Regions from separate parts of the Mus musculus genome. Here region 1 is linked to region 2. Evidence: chromatin contacts called from public HiChIP or PLAC-seq data. All regions are on one chromosome and are shown on one strand. Each heading gives the region's core, a stretch centred on a gene start, on an enhancer-like site or on the middle of the called end of the contact. The rest is flanking DNA. Distances are from core to core; before and after follow the strand shown. Region 1 overlaps Gm29927 (a long non-coding RNA gene). Region 2 has its middle 44 kb from the start of Pik3r1.

Region 1 (2,700 bases), core at 7-2,506, 760 kb after region 2:
AGGCCATGGGGTGTAAAGCCAAGGACAGAAATGATTGTATATTTCCTAGTCATTACATCTACATAGATTCATTGGCAGAAAGCCTGTTCCTGATGGATTGGATATAACTCAACTAAACCACCACTGATGAAAGTTCAACACTTGCTACATACAGGTCGCTGTGCCTGCTGATGGGAAGAAAAGAAAGCAGAGTGCTATGCCTCTACCCATAGACACACACTGGGACCTTATTATGACTTGTCTTGTTTCCTTTCTAATTGTAAATTATATTATAAAACCCTATGGGTTTCAAATATTATCATGAATTTCACTGTGCCTCACTCTGGGCACATTTTAAAATATCTAAATAGCTTTTATAAAGTTTTTTTTGCTATGTACAAAATATCTTCAGTAAATATATCATATGCAACATTACTTTCCATTTACTTAATGTAACATTCCAATAATTTTATATAGTAGTAATTTTATTTATCGTTGGACTCCAGGGTACCTATGGAAGGTAATAACTTCCTGCTTATTCAGCTAAAGACTTTGTTTTCTCTTTAACTGAGACTGCACAGCAGATGCAACCCCCGGTTAATGAGAAGCCAGAATTTACTTGAATATTACAGGTCATTAGTTGGGTGATTGTCTCACTATTACAGACTATTAAGAGGTTCTTTCTGTTTTCCTTCCTTTCTTTAGTTATCAACTCTATTCCTTAGAGCAACTATGTAGCTTTAGTTCTACTGTGGCAGATCCCTGCTAGAAAGACAACAACCAAGCAGTTAGTGGCTGTGTGTCCCTCTAGCCCATTAGAGCTGATCCTTTAAAGTTCTGTGTGGGAACTGGCTTGTTTGTGCTTCTATGTCCTCTGTTGTGTTCAAGGGTAACTGTTTCTCTGTGTAACGTTTCACATACTGCGTTTCCTTCTGTCTAAAACATTGCTCTAATTCTTAAAATTAGAAGTGACTTTTTCTGAAAGCTAGGAGAAGCAGCAGCTTAGCATGGTGGGGCATATGGCTTCTGACAGCCTTCTGACAAAGGGCACAGGCTCTGATCACAGGGCACAGGTCCCAAGAGGAAGTAGGAGGGATCAGGGGAATGTTACACCAGGCCAGCCCTACTTTTCTGCACAGAAAACCACAGACCTCCACACAAGAAAGGGAAATTCCCCAACCTCTGTGCCAGTTTCCAAACCATAGAAGATGGCCAGCCATTCTACACAAGCTGCAGTTTTCAACGGCCTTTTCAAGCATGCCTCACAGCTCTTGAATAAATCAGATCATCCTCAATTCCCAAAGAAAGTGGCTGAGTCACAGAGGCTTGGCAAGGTGGCTGGGGAAAGTCCCTTAGTGGGGGAGCTGAAGGCAGAAGGCAGAGCTCCCAACTCCTTGTCCTGGACAAGGGGAAAGAGGCCACCCTGCCTCTTTATTATGTCCATCAGGGAACAGAAAACCAATTGTGACCCCCTAAGTCTCACAAAAGAGCAGTTCACTGCACTGCCAACAGTGGGCTCTGAATAAACGAAGCCTTGTGCTAAAAGTCTGCTGATCACAGTGCTCTGCTCCAAAGCCCAGAGCACCCTGACAGGATGGCCAGGCCGCAACAACTCAATTGCCTGGTTGGTGGGCAGTCCGCTAGTGCACGGCTTGCCAGGGAAGGGGGAGTCAGTAGGTCAGCCATTGAGGCCATGTTCTAGAAGAAGATGGAAACAAAGCATGCAGAAAGCCTTTTCTTGTGAGCGAGTTAACCCTTGCTTCTGAGTCACATATTTGGACTCGTTGGAGGCTTACAAGCAATGTTGGCACACCTGCTGACATAGGCTCAAGAGGTTGAACATATTTTGTCTTAACATGCATGTAGGTTTGGGGCTATACTAATGATGCCCATGAGACCATGAACTGGACAAGGAATTCCCAGGAATATTCTAAAAAAAAAAAAAAAAAGCCAAGAACTCAGCTCTTAAATGCTCTCAAGTCTGTATTTTACCTCAAACAATATAAGGAGAAGGAAGCAGACACATTAAGATAAATTGCCCAAATTGGCTAAATTTCACTGTAATAACAACTCTAAAACCATAGTAACCAAGCAATTCTTATTTCTTATCATCTGTTGATAGAATGGCTCTGTTTATAAGAGTCAAATCCCCATTTTACATATTCTCAAGAGAGAAGGGACAGCTCTGCAGGGTCTCTCGCTGACATAAAATAATACAACTTTTAAGAGTGACACATGTCATTTTGCTCAAAATCCATTGGCCAAATCTACTTGTATTGTCCTTTTCAATCTTTTTTATTAGATATTTTCTTTATTTACATTTCAAATGTTGTCCCCCTTCCTGGTCTCCCTCCAAAATCCCCCCTTATCCCCTCTTCCCTCCCCCTGCTCACCAACCCACCCATTCCCACTTCCTGGCCCTGGCATTCCCCTATACTGGGGCATAGAGCCTTCACAGAACCAAGAGGCTCTCCTAGCATTGATGACCGAGTAGGCCATCCTCTGCTACATATGCAGCTGGAGCCATGAGTCCTACCATGTGTACTCTTTGGTTGGTGGTTTAGTCCCAGGGAGCTCTGGGGGTACTGATTAGTTCAAATTGTTGTTCCTCTTATGAAGCTATAAACCCCTTCAACTTCTTGGGTCCTTTCTCTAGCTCCTTCATTGGGGACCCTGTTCTCAGTCCAATGGATGGCTGTGAGCATCTCCTTCTGTATTTGT
Region 2 (2,700 bases), core at 118-2,617:
CAACTTTGGCACCATCAAAGAAGGCTTGGAGTGAGATGGGCACCACTCTGCCAAGGGCCTCCAGACCCAGGTTCTGCCACAAGTGTTTTGTGCCCTGTTCTCCCACGGAGGTCACCCAACAAGACCAAGCCAGTCACTGAAGCTATGGCCAAAGGGTGTCTGGAGCTCTGCCCGGAGAGATCAAAGGGACTTTTCCAAAGAAGCACCCTGGAGCTCCCGGGAGACGTTTCAGCTGCGCCATGACTAGTGAGTTCTGAAGGCAAAGGACCTTTTCTAATCCACCAATAACCAAATAAATACATAAATCAAATAAAATGTAAAAACTCCATCTACTCTGCCGAAAGAAAGGCAGAAATCATCTCTCTACATGAAACAGCATTCTACAGGTCGTGCCATGAAGGGACAGATGAGAAAGTATTACAACAAATTTATAAGTGAGCTGAACGGTTAAACTGTAATAAACCATTGGCTATTACTTAATGCCAATTATTTATATTATTATATTTATATTACTATTTGTATCATCTTCTGGGTGCCTTCTATTATTTGTAAGAAGTTGTGACTTTCTTATTTATTTTAAAATAGACATTCGCTCTTGAGCCTAATTTAATATCCTTGCTCATAACAAAGGTGCCATGTTTTACCAGCTTTATGAAAACCTGGGTCTGCCCTCAAGAGAAAATAGATTTTAATGAACTGTACCAGATAGATAATAAATAAGAAATCACCGGCTCCAAGAGAAAACAATTCCTTTATCTGCTTAGAAACACAAAAACCAAAACCGAACCAAAGCAAAACAACTCTATTAAATTCTCATTCTTACTGGTCTTTACTGAAAAGCCAAACAAGGGTGCTCAAAGTACTTAACGTCTACCAAAGCTGCCTATCCCGACCTCGGTGGAAAAGGCAGGCCCAACCCCGTCTTCTAAATGGGAAGAAGGCCAGTTTGCCTGAGCCTGTTTTTTGGAAAGAAATTAAAAGATGGATAGCCCCTTGCCCTGATTGAAAACCATCTCATTTCATCAGTATATTTCTTTAGAAATGAGTTCCGAATTCAGAGGCAGCTGCTTCCAAACGTCTCTGTGAACCACACCAGCCAATGTTTTCCATTTCCTCGGGAGTGAACCGCAGGGCTGCAAGCCACGGAAGAGAACTGCCTGCCCATTTTGTTGCAACGAAACCAAAGAGCTCTTGATTTATCAGTACATTTGACACAGTCTTTATTGCGCTTACGGGGATGAGGGTTGAGGATGGGCAGTGGGAATAAAGGTTGTAAATCTTCTAAATGCAAGCCCTCTAAAGTAGGCCAATTGGTCAGCTGTGAACTTGGCAGCATCCTGAGGCATGTGTGCTGGGCAGCTTGGGAACACGATGTTCTGTTTCACTTCTGAGAGCAGAGGGAAGTGGGATAAAAGGAGGGCTCAGCCCAGGACAGAGAGGGCTCAGCCCAGGACAGAGAAGGCTCAGCACAGACGGGAGAAAGAAAGGGTGAGGGGCGAGGCTGGCGGGGATTTGGAGGGGGTACCAAGACAGAAGATCAGGGGAAAGAGAGATCTCACGGCAGCTAGAGAGACTGTGGTTCTGATGTTCGCTGAAACAACTTTCTAGAAGATTCGGAGTGCTTGTGTGACTGAAGGCTAAAGCTAACAACTGGCTTGTTTAATGTTAGAGACACGATGAGAGTTTTGCAAACCTCCTTGAGAATAACGATGACTTTATAAGCTGTGAGCTTTAAAGATGTGTGGCAAAAAAAAAAAAAAAAAAAAAAAAAAAAAAAGCATATTCAAAAGGGAAACCTGGGCTGCTTTACATCTTCTTTTCATAAGGACTCGCTTGGGGTTTCTCAAACCTAAATTTACATTTTATATTGTTTTAATAAATGTCTAGCTGTTTATGTGAAAAATGACACAATAAATAAAAATGATAAAGCCTTTTGACATATTAAGTGGTGACTCATTGCAAGCCATAGAAAGTAAATTACTTACTGGCTTCCCTTCCTCTCTCCCTCTTCAGAGTCCCCCTGTCCTTTCCTGTAATGGTCAGGAGAGAACTCAGACACAGTGGCCACAGTTCAAGAAAGACAAGGGCGACCGTAAACTATACCTTAACTTGTGGAACTTCTTCATGGGGCGAGAACAACTGCCTATACCTTCAGGTTTGTTTTTCCCAGTAATTTTGAATTGCATTGACACGATGTTCCATCAGGTAAAATCATTCACAATTGGCAGTATGCAATGAAGATGCTCATATATTTTTTTTCTTCAAGTATGCAAACAGCCAGCTTGAAAGAACAGAGGTTTACACGAGCGATCACTGTTTAGTTTTTCACGCACACTATTATTTAAAGGTATTAAGTAAATGAAATCCACCTCTTAAGGGATTTTTCTGTATTTACACATTATTTCCTCCATTAATTGACAGACTAAGCTTAATTGTAAAGACAAACCTGATTTTTACTCAGCTGTACCTCTTCTCTCCCCCCACCCCTCGCCCCCGTTACACCCCAAAAGAGAAAAACAAAAAGTCCCCTATTTATCAGTGTAAAAAGCACCTCAGATGCGGAGGCCAACAGACTCAGCTGGTCTTTGTAAAGGAGTTTATAGCTTTCAGCTGAGCTCTCTAAGTGAGCCTTCTCATTCTCAGCTGCTGGCTCTCTGCGAGCTCCCTGTGGCCTCTGACCTCATCTCCATGGAGACAGAG

What was found. HiChIP or PLAC-seq counts read pairs in DNA pulled down with a chosen protein or histone mark.
Region 1: a contact with region 2 is called in an H3K27ac HiChIP or PLAC-seq map of neural progenitor cells, with 26 times the contacts expected there. The contact joins two enhancer-like sites. A contact is called at or near these places in 3 of 484 Hi-C or Micro-C datasets (astrocytes, cerebral cortex and forebrain) and 7 of 115 datasets of contacts at active chromatin or transcription factors (the NIH/3T3 cell line, astrocytes, embryonic basal ganglia and 3 more).

Annotation. Positions count from the first base shown.
Region 1 is chr13:102,572,270-102,574,969 of GRCm38.p6, forward strand. All of the region lies in intron 1 of Gm29927 (a long non-coding RNA gene), which reads right to left. Among named protein-coding and RNA genes, the nearest start is that of Gm29927, 19 kb to the right of the region's middle. Within about 2 kb of position 1,257, at least 145 of the 459 cell types and tissues checked have an H3K27ac peak or open chromatin away from gene starts, as enhancers often do. A contact at or near this core is called in cerebral cortex, forebrain, neural progenitor cells and 2 more, where this site is marked.
Region 2 is chr13:101,810,779-101,813,478 of GRCm38.p6, forward strand. No RefSeq gene overlaps it. Among named protein-coding and RNA genes, the nearest start is that of Pik3r1, 44 kb to the left of the region's middle. Within about 2 kb of position 1,368, at least 107 of the 459 cell types and tissues checked have an H3K27ac peak or open chromatin away from gene starts, as enhancers often do. A contact at or near this core is called in cerebral cortex, forebrain, neural progenitor cells and 2 more, where this site is marked.